Regions from separate parts of the Ovis aries genome. Here regions 1 and 3 are each linked to region 2. Evidence: chromatin contacts called from public Hi-C data. All regions are on one chromosome and are shown on one strand. Each heading gives the region's core, a stretch centred on a gene start, on an enhancer-like site or on the middle of the called end of the contact. The rest is flanking DNA. Distances are from core to core; before and after follow the strand shown. Region 1 has its middle 34 kb from the start of TRNAG-CCC. Region 2 has its middle 17 kb from the start of CHD2. Region 3 has its middle 52 kb from the start of TRNAG-CCC.

What was found. Hi-C and Micro-C count contacts between places; a contact is called where the count stands out from the background.
Region 1: a Hi-C map of hypothalamus shows a contact between it and region 2, with 6 times the contacts expected there. The contact joins two enhancer-like sites. A contact is called at or near these places in 8 of 16 Hi-C or Micro-C datasets (blood, hypothalamus, liver and 4 more).
Region 3: a Hi-C map of hypothalamus shows a contact between it and region 2, with 2.8 times the contacts expected there. The contact joins two enhancer-like sites. A contact is called at or near these places in 8 of 16 Hi-C or Micro-C datasets (blood, hypothalamus, liver and 4 more).

The regions. Positions count from the first base shown.
Region 1 is chr18:13,641,071-13,646,121 of ARS-UI_Ramb_v3.0, reverse strand. No RefSeq gene overlaps it. Among named protein-coding and RNA genes, the nearest start is that of TRNAG-CCC, 34 kb to the left of the region's middle. Within about 2 kb of position 2,506, at least 49 of the 54 cell types and tissues checked have an H3K27ac peak or open chromatin away from gene starts, as enhancers often do. A contact at or near this core is called in hypothalamus, liver, muscle and 1 more, where this site is marked.
Region 2 is chr18:13,578,006-13,582,920 of ARS-UI_Ramb_v3.0, reverse strand. No RefSeq gene overlaps it. Among named protein-coding and RNA genes, the nearest start is that of CHD2, 17 kb to the right of the region's middle. Within about 2 kb of position 2,375, at least 51 of the 54 cell types and tissues checked have an H3K27ac peak or open chromatin away from gene starts, as enhancers often do. A contact at or near this core is called in hypothalamus, liver, muscle and 1 more, where this site is marked.
Region 3 is chr18:13,622,323-13,627,103 of ARS-UI_Ramb_v3.0, reverse strand. No RefSeq gene overlaps it. Among named protein-coding and RNA genes, the nearest start is that of TRNAG-CCC, 52 kb to the left of the region's middle. Within about 2 kb of position 2,568, at least 43 of the 54 cell types and tissues checked have an H3K27ac peak or open chromatin away from gene starts, as enhancers often do. A contact at or near this core is called in hypothalamus and liver, where this site is marked.

The DNA of each region.
Region 1 (5,051 bases), core at 1,257-3,756, 63 kb before region 2:
GCTGCTGCATCGCACCGGGAGCTCAACCCCGCGCTCTGTGACAACCTAGACGGGTGCGGTGCGGTGGGGCGGGGGTGGCCGAAGAGGGAGGGCCCATACACATACTTAGGGCTGGTTCATGTTGCTGTATGGCAGAGACAAACACAACACTGTAAACCAACTATCCTCCAATTTTAAAAAAACACTAGCAGAATAAAGGATCAATCTTCCAACCCCAGGATGTTTTTCATATAGTTTACATACAGATTCACGAAAAAGTAAAAAGCATTATTTATGCATAATTAATTGTAAGTGGAACCTAATAGATAAAATATACCGATAAAATTCTCCTCAGTGACTAGTCTTGGGAATAAGAGCGCTTTGCCATTGCTACTAAAAGAGCTCCAATCTCTTGGCAATTGTCAATTAATGATACATCAATACTCCTCAGAGTCTAGGTCCGTTTTATGGTTATTGTATAGCTGTTATTAGTAATCAAAATAAGAACAATTTCATGCACCAATGTGTCATGGATGTATGGACCAGTTACACACGGTCATTTTTCAAAGGTTAAAAATAGAAACTAAATTTCTAACTAATACCTCATTACTAATAACAAAACACCACCTCAAATTTATACAGAATTTTGTTTAAAAGTGCAGGTGTCATCAATAGATCACTGGAATTCAGTCAGATCTGAATGCCGATACTGATTTCCACTCTAATACTATTCTGAATACCAATTTTCCATTTATTTTGGAGTAAGATATAGATTCATATTGATGAAATAAAATTCATACCTTAAAGCAAGACAAGAACATTTAAATGTAAGTTTTTTTCCTCTGCCCGCTTGGGCCTCCTCCTCGAAGTGTATCAGTATATGACGTTCACTTGCATTAACCAGACATCCTTAGAAGATAACATTCCTTCTTCATCTCATGAAAGGTCATAATTCCCTATGAGATAACCATCTTTCTTAATCTGGTAAAGGGCCATACTGACCCACGACTCACTTTGTACACATAGATTGAGAGCTTGCAAACGGTCAATAACGATAGTCATTTGACAAATTATCCTTTTGCCTCAAAACTTACGTAACTGTGCTCCGACCTCTAACAGGTGGAACAGTCCTCCAGCTTTCTGAATGTCTTCCAGGTCGTAACCTTCAGGTTGGCGCAAATAAAATTTCTAGTTCTTTTTTACATCAACTACTGATTAATTTTTCATAAGCAATGTGGCAGACATTCAAAATTTACAAAGACTTACAGAAGAAAAAAAAAACCCAACAACTCTTCCCAACTCAGTCCTTCTGGCAAACCGCCTCCTTTCCTTGGATGTAAGGCACTACCAACAACTTCTTGATCTCCTCCTAGGGATATTTTATGCATACAAAGTACAAGCAAATCTAGTAGCACATGTAAGCTTATACCATTTTGCACAAATGTTCAACATTTTACACACAAGGGAAGTTTGCTGGTTCAGTCTCCTGTAAAACGGCGTGGGGAGGAATACATCACATAACTAGGAAAATGCCTAACCCTGGCACGGAGTTCGCACTAAAAATCACAGATTCTTTCCTTACCCTTAAAAAGGCTACGAGGGAAGGTACTTTTAGGGTGCCTCGGAATCACTAAGTGCTTGTTAATTATAGATCGCCACCCTCTAGGGGTTTCCAATTCAGCAGGTCTGGTAGACATTTGCCTTTCCAGCTAAGCCCACAGTTGCTGTAGATACTACTGTTCAGAGCCATCTGACCATCTAAAGGCTTAGTGGGAACTAAGACGGCCCAGCTTACAACGCAGGTTCTGCCTCTGGACCAAATTACTCTCCCTGGGCTTCAATTCTCTATTTTCTTTTTAATACAATTCTCATCTCAAAGGCTGCTGAGCAGGTTAAGATACAGCAGATGCAGGAGCCTTTGTCAAGACAAACGCTCAAGAACCGTAACGTGAAAGCAACCTGGGGCCGGGGGGGGGGGGGGGTTAAAGTGAAGACAGCCGGGAGCACCGGAATCGGGGCGCCCGAGCCCGCACGTGGCTCCCCATCCCGCGTCCGGGAGCCCGCGGGGCGGTGCACGCGCTCGGGGCGGACCCCGCTGGGACTCAGTGCGCCGACGGAGGGCAGAAGCCGCTTCGGAAAAGCGAGGGGGGAGGGTCCGGTTTCAAAGTCCTGAAACACAGGACACCGCGTGCCAAAACCTCGTGGCTGCGGCCGCACCAGCTTACAGTTTAAACTGCGTGTAAAGATGCCCGGGACCCACGCGAAAGCCCTTGGGGACGGGCCCTCCCCGGGCCGGGCGCATCGGGAGCCCTGCCCCCGGGACGCGCCGCGGCGCACATACGTGCGACGGGCCGGGAAGGGAATGGCGAGGGCCGGGTCGGGCGGGGCGGCACGGCGCGGCGCGCAACCGGCCGCCAGGGGGCAGCCGCGCGTCTGCGGGCCGCGGCCGGCTGGAACCGGTCTGGCCGGAAGTTGGGGCGGTGCCTCGGCTTCCGCTGAGAGAAAGTGCCACGTGGCCGGCCGGGAGGGAGGCAAACAGCAAGATGGCGGCGGCAGGGGGTGGGGTCCGCTGGGATACCCTGAGACCATGGGTCCCGCAAAGGGCGGCGTCCGCGGGGTGGGGTGGGCGAAATGGTGCCTGGTCCCTCCGTTCGAGCGTCTGGGGTGGTCGCCCGCCCGGACGTAGACGGGGGCGTGGGCCCAGCGCACACTCTGCGCCAGCTCGACCAGAGTCACCGCCGCGCGTTCTCATGAACCCGCCGGCCAGCTTATCATTCGCGGCCCGTTTCCATTTGTCCCCTCGTTTGTCGCTCCCTGCCAACAAGGACGGCAGAAACGCCTTTCTCCGGGCATTTTCGCCCTTTGATTAAGTGCGGCACATCGAGCCAGGGAGTCCTAGTTGAATCAAAACGCCTTCTCTTTGCTACCATTTTCGGTTACCGTTTCCTGCCTTTGTTGAGAGGCTTAGCACCGCTTCCCTTCTGATGGAGGCAAAAAAAAAAAAAAAACCCTAGATAATCTGGACTTTTAAGTAGATTCCCGACCCTGTCCAGTCGTGGTGGGAGTTTGACTTGTACACACAGGAGCTGCTCTGGGGTCGCCAGTGTGTGGCAGAGTTCGAAGTTCTGTTACATGTCACCTTGTACGTGTTTTCAGAAATAAAAAATGTTGGTGTGGATGGTTGCAGATTACAAGGTGCAGGAAATAAAGCAAAATCAACGAGCATTGGGTGGCCTTTCCATAAAGGCCCGCAGTTTCCCCTTAGTTGTCCAAGGATCTAGAAATGGAATACGGAGTCTTTCTACCTCTGCGTGGCCAACGGTTCGGCTCCGTTTTCTTTCTTCATCCAGTTTCGTTTTACTTGAGTTTGACGCAGCAGACCAAGTGTGGGTAAAAATAGTTAACACTGCCATTCGGCTTGTGGTGGTATATTTAGAATAAAGGAGAGACGTCAGTCCTTGTTTTTGAAATAAGTCTCGTTGTTGAGAGTTAAGGTTCAGATTCTCGCTAATTTATGAGACTGTCGACAAGTTGAAGCGACTGGTTTTGTTTTTAAATAATGGAACTCGTCTCCCAAAGGTTTGGGAGTTTAAAGAAAATTTTCTGAATGTAAAAAGGGCCCTGGTGCACTGACAAAGCAGAAGAACACTAATTTCTCTATGAAGATGCCCTAACAGTTTCCTCAGTCTGGTGGGGATTTAAAAACTTGGGCTGTGATCAAAACTGCGTTGCTGTTACGTGATAGACTAGAAACAGTATAATGGGGTCGGGCCGGGAAAAGGGGGTGGGGGGATTAAAACACAGCTTAGTATATTTTAAGGCTTAAATGCGGATTTTGTTTTTTTTTTAAACCCAGAGATTTGAGAGAATCTCTCTTCACCCACTCCTGTTTTGTAACGGCGCCTTCAGAGATGTCACTTCGGCCTTGTCCATCACTTGGCAGAAGGGGCTGGAAGAAGTTTTTAAAGGATCTTTTTACCTGGAGGGGTTAGAACCGGCCCTTCCCTGAGCCTGGGAAAAGAATGCAAATTCTTCAGAGCAAATCCTTCCTTTGTTCAACTAAAGGAGGCTGCCTCCTCTTTCTCCTTTTGTAGTTACAGACACAAACTTGGGCAACTTTTTCTGCAAATGCCCCTGTTACTCAGGAGCACAAGAATTTGCATCCTGGGCCTTCAGTTGTTTGCCTCCAGAATTTCACTAGCACTGCCTTCCTGTTAAAAGGAGAAAATGTATTTTAAATTTTTAAATATTTCATAATAGCAAATTTGATTTTTTTTTTAAAGGAAATTAAAAGAACCTGTAGCCTAGCAATTCAGAGATAACTTGTTCTTGTAGGCACAGAAGTTTGTTTGGGGGGATTATATTTGTACACCTTGGTACCTTCTTCACTTGACTTTTTCAGATACGTTTTTAGTTTCTATTACTTAAATTTTGTTTGACACAATATAAATAATACAGACGAACACAAAGAAAAAAATCACTCAGAATGCCGTTATCAAGGAAGAACCACTATTAAACAGCTTGTCTTTAGTTGTCCTAAAAGAGCACTACACCTAGTTTGTAACTGATGTTTAGCATTTTGTCACTCAGACGTGTTGGACTCTTTTCGACCCTGTGGACTGTAGCCCTCCAGGCTTCTCTGTCCCTGGGATTCTCCAGGCAAAAATACTGCAGTGGGTAGCCATTAGCCACTTGTAGTGTATGTTTTCTAAGGTCAAGTAAGAATCTTTGTGATTTTTAGAGCCTGCATGATATACTGTCAGTTCAATATACCACAATTAACACCCAGCCTTTCTTTCTCTTACTACTGAACACCAAATTTGTCGTTTTTTGCTCTTATAAAAAACTCTGGCATGAGTACTTTTGTACAAAAAGCTCTTCCTATATTTCTGTAGAATACAGCTCACAATGAATCTGAGCTTTTTAAGGTGGATTGATACATATTTGACTCACCAAATTGTTGAGTCCATGGTGATTCATCTTGGCCCTTCAAATGACTGCATCAGCATTCCAGCTGAGGTGAGATCCCTCTTACTTTACTTCGTTTACCGTCACTTTTCTAAATTTTAAAT
Region 2 (4,915 bases), core at 1,126-3,625:
GAGTGGGTTACCATGTCCTCCTCCAGGGTATCTTTACGACCCAGGGATTGAACCGGAGTCTCTTACGTCTCCTACACTGGCAAGCAACTAAAGCCCAGGTGCCACGACTACTTAAGCCCATGTGCCTAAAGTGGTGTTCACTGCAACAGGAGAAGTAACCACAATGAGAAGCTCTGAGCACTGCAACCGGAGAGTAGTTCCTGGTTGCTGCAACTACAGAAAGCCCACACATAGCAATGAAGACCCAGCACAGCCAAAAACAAAACAAACGAACAAAACCAGAACTAGAGAGCTAGAGTTCCCAGGTAGCATGCCAGGCGATTAATAGCAGTAGGGTGGAGGATGGGGACCAGGTCTGGGGATTAAGTTAAAATGGATCTGACATCTCCCAATTGGAGGGACGCCTGATTCTGAAGGTGCAACCCTTCAATGAAGTAGGGGAGAGAGCACCTGGCAAATCAGACAGTTCCCACAATGGGAGATCCAACTGAACCCATCTGGCAAGGGGGCAGTCTTGGCCAAAAGCTGGGAGAGGCAAAAGGGAATGGGTCTGGAGTCAGACTACTGGGCTCAATGCTGATTCTAATATTTCTTAGCAGTGTGGACCTGAGCAAGTTAAACTCCTTGCGTCTCAGTTTCCTAACAGAGATAATACACAGTGATAATAACAGCCTCTCATAGGGGTGCTGTGTGATCACCTAAATCAACCTCCAATGAGGGCTTAGAACAATGCCTGGTGCATAGCTTACTCAATGTTTTTCAGTCATACCTATTTTTAATAAGGACCTGTTCAGGCCAGTTTTGCTGGCAGAGAAGTACTCCGTGATGAACCAGGACAAGCAGAATCAAAGATGGATTTCAGGTAGGGCTAGGAGGGAAAAGGTTGGGAGATGAACAAAGAACACACAAGGACAAATCAGGAAGGAGGAAGACAAAAAGTTCAGGGTGGGGCTATTTTAGAGAACACAGCCTGCAGTAGGTCTACAATGTTCAAAGTTAGATTGTGTAAAGGAATATCTCTTGGAAATTAAATGGAGAAAAGCTGAATTTCAGTTAAAGAAGCATTCCTTTTGTGTTCACTTAGAGCTCCAATTACACTGTTAAGGAGAATGGCCAGTTTGCACAGAAGGAACCCTAAGATCTATATAAAGTTAGGAGATTTGAGTTCTAGCCCTAGTTCTGTCCTAAGTAGCTGATGTACTTAATGAACTAACAACTGTATTGTTTTGAAAAGAAGGGGCCAGACCTAGTTCCTAGGCCTCATGAATATTTCACATTTTCTGATTCTAATTCAAGAAAAGAACACAGGGTCTTAAGAGAATTTCAGAGTTGCCCACCTTTCCCCAAGACTCCTTCCCTCAAATAAATCCGTTAAGACTAAGAGCGGCTAGTGTTCCTTCCCTTTTTCCCAGGTTCCTTGCCAAAAGGAGCAAGACTTCTAAAATGCTGGCATTGGGAGAGAGCCACTACTTTTCCTTTTCCCATCCATTTCAGGAAAGTTTAGGTTTTCAGTTATTCCTCGGTCTGCCAAGAGTTGCTTCCGGATTTAAGTAGGAAGAAGTAAGGGGAGAGGGGGGCGGGGAAAGATTTACTTAAAGGAAGTGAAGCTTGTTTTGCCTGTGTTCTGGGAGAAGGTGGTTGGCAGGTAGACCGTGACTGTTCAGCTTCAAACTATCGCTTTAACAAACACTCCCTGAAGGGTGGAATCTGGTCCAGCCAGAATTAAGAGATACTGATTCACAAGGCCGAGGGACAATGTGCATAATAATACACTTTCATAAACGGTCAACAAGAAGCTTACAAACTCTCAAATAAGTGGCATCTCAATTAGGATGCTTGGCTAGGGGGATGTGCTGGTTGAAAAATCACTTGGCTCTAATTCTTTGACCTTTAGGGAACGCTGGGTTGTTTAGAAGACAAATCTTGAGTTCTACAGTTGAGGAGAAATGGCTGTTGCCCAAGGGCTATGAACCTGCATCTTGTTTGCCCGTCATCCTGTCAGTCATTTTCCTTTTTTTTTAAATTAAAAAAAAAAAGACAAAAATCTGAAGTCAAAAACACCGAATTCCAAGTTTTTTCCAAGGGCGAAGTCCCCATCTCTAGGACACTGTACTAATAATACTGGCCTAGCCTATTCCGCGCCTGGGACCCCCCTAGCCTTCTCCAAGGGGTCCGCACTGCGGGGCGCAAACCAACAAACCAGCTCCAAACCAAATGTTCCATCGTCAGCCAATCGCTGGCTGGGACCCCTCAAGAAAACCCGAGACACCTACAGAAGGTGAGTGGCATTAAGGCCAGCCTATCCAAGGGGAGGCAGCTGAAGGGGTGGGGTCAGAATTAGCCAATAGTTTCCAAGTGGTTGTTGTTAGGCGGGAGGAAGACGCCTGCGAGCGTGCGTGAGGCCTCTCCCCGGGAAGGGGGTGGCAGGAAGCTCGAGGAGCCAATGGCCGCGACGGGCGGGCGGTGGCGCGCATGCGTACTGCTTACCTGGGGCTGCGGGCGGGAGGCGGGGAGAATGGGGGAGGGGAGCGGGCAGGAACGCGGCGGAGCTGCTGCCGCCGCCGCAGCAGCCGCCGCCGCAGCGAAGAGGCCATGTTGTGTGGTGTGTGGGGCGGGGGGGAGGAGGAGGAGGGAGTAGAGCCGAGAGAGGAGACGGGAGAGAGACACCACACACACACGGCACAAGATGGCCGGAGAGGCAGCAGCACCCCGAGCTGTCAGGCGTTCCGCCGCGGCCGCGGAGCCCGCCGGCCGGCGAGGACCTCCTCCCGGGCGGCCCGCAGACCCGCGGGAGCAAAGCGGCTGTGGCTGGGGGGCGAGGCGGGCCGCGCGCCGGGCTGGGAGCCCGCGGCAGAGGCGCCCGGGGCGGCCGGGCCCACGACGCGGAGAGCGTCGCTGCGGCAGCGGCCGCCGAGGCTCCCCGGGGCCCCGGCGGCCCGACCCGTACGGGCGGGAGGCTCGGGCGGGCGCCCTGGCGCGGGAGTCGGGTGCAGGCGACCAGGAGGGGTCGGCCGCGGCGTTCGGACCCGGTGAGTGGCTCCCCGGCTCCTTTTATTGTCCTTTGTCCTTGGGAGGAAAAGCAAAATGTCCTTGAGCTCGCGAGCAGGAGGGGGCGGCGGGCAGGGCCTCGCGGGCCGGCTCTCCCCCGGCGGCGCCGCTCGCTGGCTCTCCGGGCGGGAAGCGCCGCGGGGCCGGGGGCTGGGGGCGCGGGCCCCCGCTGCAGACCCCGCGGCGGGCGGGGGGCCTGCTCGCTGCCCGGACCGGCCCCGCGGGGAAAGGGGCGGCGGCGGCGACCGTGCGAGGAGAGCCCCCGTCTGTCCTGGTGAGTTATTTTGATATTTAGGGTAAGGAAAAAAGAATCCCCTTTTCATGTCCTTCCAACTGGGGAGTTTTTTTTTAACCCCTTTCCCGTGAGGTGGGAACACATCTTCGTGGTCGAATTTAAAAGAACAATGGAACCCTGACTACGTTTCAACAAAAAATAAAAACTTGTGTTTTTTTTTTTTTCCTTTTGGGTGTTGGCTTTTAACTCTTTCCAAGCCGATTTTGAAAACGGCTGCAGTGTTACAGATGAAAAGGTAGTTGCTGCTTGTTCAACCCTTTATAGACGTTAAGGTTGTCTTTTTAAAAATGCAAGTTGGAGGAGTGCTTCTGGTATTTCAAAAATTAAGAAGCCAAGTTTACTATGTCGTCAGGGCTGATTAATGGAAATAGATTAAAATTACGGTGCTAGACGATGACGTTTGATTAAGGTAGTTTATTTTACTGAGTAATTACGCCAAGATTGTTTGACATTCTGTTGTTTGAACAATGATTAAATCTACTGTTGGGGTACTTTTAAAAAGGTCATAAGGAGCCGTTATACCACACCTGAATGTTAGGAGATACTTGGGTCAGTTCCTAGACTTTTGAAAGTTTAAGTTCGTCGTTTGATTATTTTAAAAAATGATATATATCCTCACAAGCTGTGGTCGACAAAACTTTTGCAAAGGAATATTCAGACACCAAATCCCTTTGTGAAGTTACTTTCTTGTAGTGTAAATATTGAAGTAGGATTGCTCGGTAATGGGCGATGAAGAGGAGCCATATTTGTTGCATGCATAAAAATCCAGTTATGCTCAAAATGGAACAGTATTTTAATAGTGTATTATGTTGTTTTAAAAATTTGTAGAGTCCCCTGTACAATCTAGAAATTTGAAACATTGTCTGAGAGGGAATTTAAGTTTAGTGATTTGAAGAACAAACCACAAATGCACAAACCTTTGTGTATTTTAGAATATATTTGTCTTCGTCCTGCGGTAGGTCGTGTGTTGCTGTGGAGGTGAAGATCTACGTAAAAATAGTGTTGGGCAGATTTACGTAGTACTTGTAAAATCACAGGTACTGTTGTATTTTTTAATGTTTTTGAGGGTATTTTTGTTAGTGAAATTGTTTTATTTTCCGAATAGCATTCATATACTGCTACACGTTACATCAGTTGCGCATATCTTGATTTTACAGACTGTTGTTTTAACCGTTTTGGTTTTTCAAACCAACGTTTTTTGAAATTTTTGAACACTGCAAGTCGTTTTATATTAATATTCTGAATCTAGTTTTTCAGAATCCTCTAATTAGCAAAATGCAAAATAATTGCTAGTTGTTTAACCTCATAAGATCTTTTTACATGAGAAATGGGGGAAGGGAGACTGAAAATGTTAGAGACCTCAGTTTGAAATTGGATAAAGATCATAGATAGTACATGTTTTAGATTTGCTTTAAAGACAAAGCTAATATCCCACTTGGTGAGATCAAATAACTTGTGGTTTAAAAATTTAGAGTAACCAGTAGCCATTTTAACTTCACTTATTTCTCCTGGAGTTAATTTTTAATTGGTCGTTTCTTGTAAAAGGTGGTTCTAGATAGTAAAGAAAATTTA
Region 3 (4,781 bases), core at 1,319-3,818, 44 kb before region 2:
TATTTTGCCCATCCTTGCATGAAATGTTCCCTTAATATCTCCAGTTTTCTTGAAGAGATCTGTAGTCTTTCCCATTCTGTTGTTTTCCTCTCTTTCTTTGCATTGTTCATTTAAGAAGGCCTTTTTATTTCACTTGCTATTCTCTGGAACTCTGCACTCCGTTGGGTGTATCTTTCCCTTTCTCCCTTACTTTGTGGTTCTCTTCTTTCCTCAGCTAATTGTAAAACCTCCTCTGACATACTCTGCCTTTAAACGTCCCCCTTACCCCCCGCCGTCAGTTTTCCTTTTAGGCACACTTACAAACAAGTCACGGAAATACAGTGAAGTTCTCAAGGGAAAGGTACATCAGGTAATTTTAGATCTATTAAACTCATGCTAAAGAGTTCTATGCAGGAGGAGAAAAAATTATGCAAATTGCTTTTCTTTTGCACTTGAGAAAAAACGATGACCCCACCACCCACTAGAAAGGACTTAAAAAAATCAAGTTAGAGTCCTGAGGCCAGTGTTTTCACGAAGAGACTCAGTAGGGTTCAGAAGATGGCTGTACCAATGAGAAAATGGAGATGTCTCCTCTCTCAGAGCTTAGAAGCTGTCCCCAAGTTTAAATTCCAGTCTCTGTTGAAATGAGACTGGTGACTCTTCCTTGGTGGCTCAGAAGGTAAAGAATCTGCCTGCCACGCAGGAGACCCAGGTTCTATCTCTAGGTCAAGAAGATCCCCTGGAGAAGGGAATGGCTATCCACGCCAGTATTCTTGCCTGGGAAATCCCACCCATGGACAGAGGAGCCTGGTCGGCTGCAGTGCTTGGGACTGCCAAGAGTCAGACATGGCTGAGTGGCTAACACACAGATGCACAGGTGTTGGTACAAGAACACAAGGGCTTCCCAGGTGGTACTAGTGGTGAAGAACCGGTCTGCCAGTCCAGAAGATACAAGACATATGGGTTTGATCCCTGAGTCAGGAAGCTCCCCTGGCAGAGGAAATGACAGCCACTCCAGAGGGTCGTGGTGGGCTACAGTCCATAGCGTCACAAAGAGTTGGATATGACTGAAGCGACTTAGCACAGACGCACATTCAAGGACCACACAACCTCTAGTAGGGAAGGAAGCTTATTGGTAAATAGATCAATTGTATGTGATATTAAACAGACTCATTCAGAGAACTACATTTACTTGTGAGAAACTGAAGCCTTGATTACTGCCATTTCTCTAAGCAAGCTGCAATAGTTGTGTCTTATCTACAAAAACAGAGAATACTTAAATACTTAATCTTTGCACGTTTTCGTTTGCTTCAAAAAAAGGGTATTGCAAATACTTTGGTCCATGACTTTAAATCTATTCGGGACTGTTCCTTTATTTGATGAGGAAAACACTCTGCTGCATGTTCACCTCCCAGTTCGAGTCAGAACCCAGTCGTGAGTCTACACAGGACTTCTCTCCTGTCCTTTCTGCATTTGTTTCTTTTTTTTTTTTTTTCCACATGTTCCATGTTTGAATAGTTTCCTTTAAACACTCAAGAATGTAGTTAAGTAGAAGAAAGAGGCCAAAGCAACAAGAGTTCAGAACTTGTTACCTATGACACACTTGCGGGGACGAGTGATGTGTGTGTGTTCGATCGTGTCTGAGTCTGCGACCCCATGGACTGTAGCCCACCAGGCTCCTCTGTCCATGGGATTTCCCAGGCAAGAATACTTAACTGTGTTGCCATTTCTTCCTTCAGGGCATCTTCCCAACCAAGGGATCAAACTTGTGTTTCTTTCGCCTTAAATGTGTGGTCTGTCTCTCAAGCTTTTGGACTGAGATGTCTCATGAAGGCAGAAGATCCCACAGCCCAGGAAAATCTACTGACCCAGTTTCCCAAGGAGAAAACTCACAGACATCAAGGAGGGGCTCCGTACATGAAAATGTGAGGTGAGGTGTGATGAATTCTACCCTTTTCTAGAACCAGGAGTGGAAGACTACAAGTCTTAAATTTCGCCACAGGAAAGGATCGGTCAGAATTTCCATATATACAAATCACGGGTAATGTAAGATCTAACACACAGGCCACAGGCTTAGGCAGGCTAGAAGTTTAAACTAAGTTTGCTTCATTTTGTAAGACTGTCACACAAGCTGTAAGTCAGAGGACCCCTGGCTCTGGGCCCCTTTCTGTTTGTGGACAGTAAATTTACATCCTTTGACCCCTGAAGACAAACTCAAAGCAGTAACCTTGGCTACCGTTGCTGCACATTTCCAGTTCTACGCTCAGTTTTAGAAAACGGGTTAGGGGGAAAGGGGGGCGAAAAAACCATTTCACTCTGCCTCAGTTATTGACACCGAGAAGGAAGCACTCCTCAGCCTGTTCAGAGGGGAAACAATGAGTCATTCATGCTGTCAGCCCAGGTGGTGCCTGAATTCCAGACAGGCCGCTGAGTTAACCCCTGCAGGCCTCCTCTCCACCCTGGGCTCCTTCCCCCCACCCCCCTGCCTACCCCGTGGCCTCCGGGGAAGAGGGGGCGGGCAAGGGGGCCGTGCTGGGAGGAAGTCCTAGCGGTAACCAAGGCACTGCCTCTGCAGCGTCAGTCCTGGGGGCCTCGAGCTGTTTCTCACCATGTGACTGGCTCCAGGAGAGGGTGGGGAAATGAAAACACTCTGCTGGGATATATTTAGTTGAAGTGCAGCTGGGGAAGCGCTTAAACAAGGGAGCTTTTGTCCTCATGCTGAAGTGTTTTTCTTAACTCCCCAAGGCTGAAAAACTTAAGCCACTGGACTGATTTTTCTCCCCACTCGATTTTCTCTTCTTTGGGGGATGTTCTTATGCTGAAAGTTTAGAATTAACCTGGGGTTTGCTGAGCAAATTTGATGCTGAACTGACACAAAAATCTCCACAGTTCAGAGATTAATTAAAATGTAGATAATTTCTGAGCACATTATATGTGGTTTGTGTGTGTGTGTGTTCATCGCTCAGTGGCATCCAACTCTACAGGCGCCATGGACTGTGGCCTGCCAGGTTCCTCCGTCCATGGGATTCGCCAGGCAAGAATGCTGGAGTGGGTTGCCATTTCCTTCATCCGGGGGATCTTCCTGACTCAGGGATCGAACCCGAATCTCCTGCATTGCAGGCAGATTCTTTACCATCTGAGCCACCAGGGAAGCTGGTACCTTCTTGCAATTAATTTACTGTTGATTCACCCTGGAAGTTAAGTATTTTCAGATGCCTTTACTGGACAATGTATGGAGTTAAAAATGTAATTAAGTTTTATAAACTGACAGAACCCTGTTTCACTTGATTCACATTCTCCAGGAATGAAAGATTTACTTCTGCACTGAGGAGCACAGCATCTTTGCAACAGATTACTGATGAGCCATGTTCATTGGTTCTTGTTCACGACCTCCTCCAAAAACCACTGAGACCTGCCACCTTGCTATGAGGTTTTTCAGCCACTATGTCAATGTTGTGTATCAGGGCACACTGTCTACTATTAAGAAGTAGCACAGGAAATATTTTACATGAAAATCCCATGTAAATCCCTGAATTTACATGAATCCAGGTCAGAAACTGCTGGTCAAGAAGCTCATGTTTTGGATTGATACAAGAGAGCCAGGTTGTATTAGTCAGCATTCTCTAGAGAAACAGAACCAATCGGGTGTGTGTATGAGTGTGAATGAAGAGAGAGAAAGAGACTGGTATTTTTGTTTGTTTCATGTCTTATTGACAAGAGGGGGAAAAAGGGTCACAGCGTTTCAGACTTTATTCAAAGACGCAAAGAGCACCAAAGGACACCCACAAGTGACAGGCATGGTCCCTAAGGGCCTGGCTCTAAGGCCAACCTGGAGGGTGTGGGTGACTTCTCAGCCCTTCCTCCCAGACTCTCTCTCTTCCTCCTCCATGCCTCACGGACACCCCTGAGATGGACACCCCTGAGTTCAGTTAAAACTGCAGAAGCGAAGTCGCTCTAGAGGAGGTTGGGCCCTGCCTGGCCGGTGTCGCCCACGTGGCAGGCCTGGGCAGCTGGGGAGTGGGGGGCACTGGTTGTGTGACCCCGCTCCCCCAGCCAGTGGCCAGGCCTCTCTCTGAAGTGGTCAGCCGGACTCTCCCAGAGAGAGACTGCTTTCAGGGAAAAATACACCAACTTGGTTCACAAAGGGCTTGGGTAAAATGCTTTCCCAGAAACCTTAAGAAACGAATCACTCTCAGATTCCTGGAGCACTGAGCAGCTGAAGCGGTCACTGGCTTGCCCGGAGGAGGGATCTTGGTGAAAGGCAGTCAGCTGGTTCCTCAGAGGGCTCAGCGAGGGGCTGGCGGTCTTTGCACAGACTCCACGGTGGACCCGTGAGAAGCACGATGAGGGAAATGGCACATCCAGAGGGGCCGGGCCCACGCTGCCCTCCAGCCTCCTCGCTCCTGCTTGCTGACTTGGGACCAGAGGCTGGTTTTTAGACGAGCCCCAGGAAAGCAGGTCTGCTTGGGCTTGAGGCCCCAGATGCCAAGGCTTCCTTCCTTTCAGTCTGAATGTGCTTATTCCCTTTGGCCAGAGTTCCTTTCCCATCATCCTCTGTCCTGCTCAGTCGACAGCAGCTTTTCCTTGACATGTTCAAATCTTTTTTTTCCCTCCCCCTAAAGATGTCAGGATGGACACCCTCCACCATTCTGCAGGGGTAACTGTTTATTGTAGGTAGCAGTTCCGCTAACACTTTATACCTGTAAAAATCCTGGGCACAGGCCAGACGTCCGTGGCACCGACGTCCATGTTCACGTTGAGGTGTAGACACGGCGAGTCAGCAGGAGCCCTGGACACACACT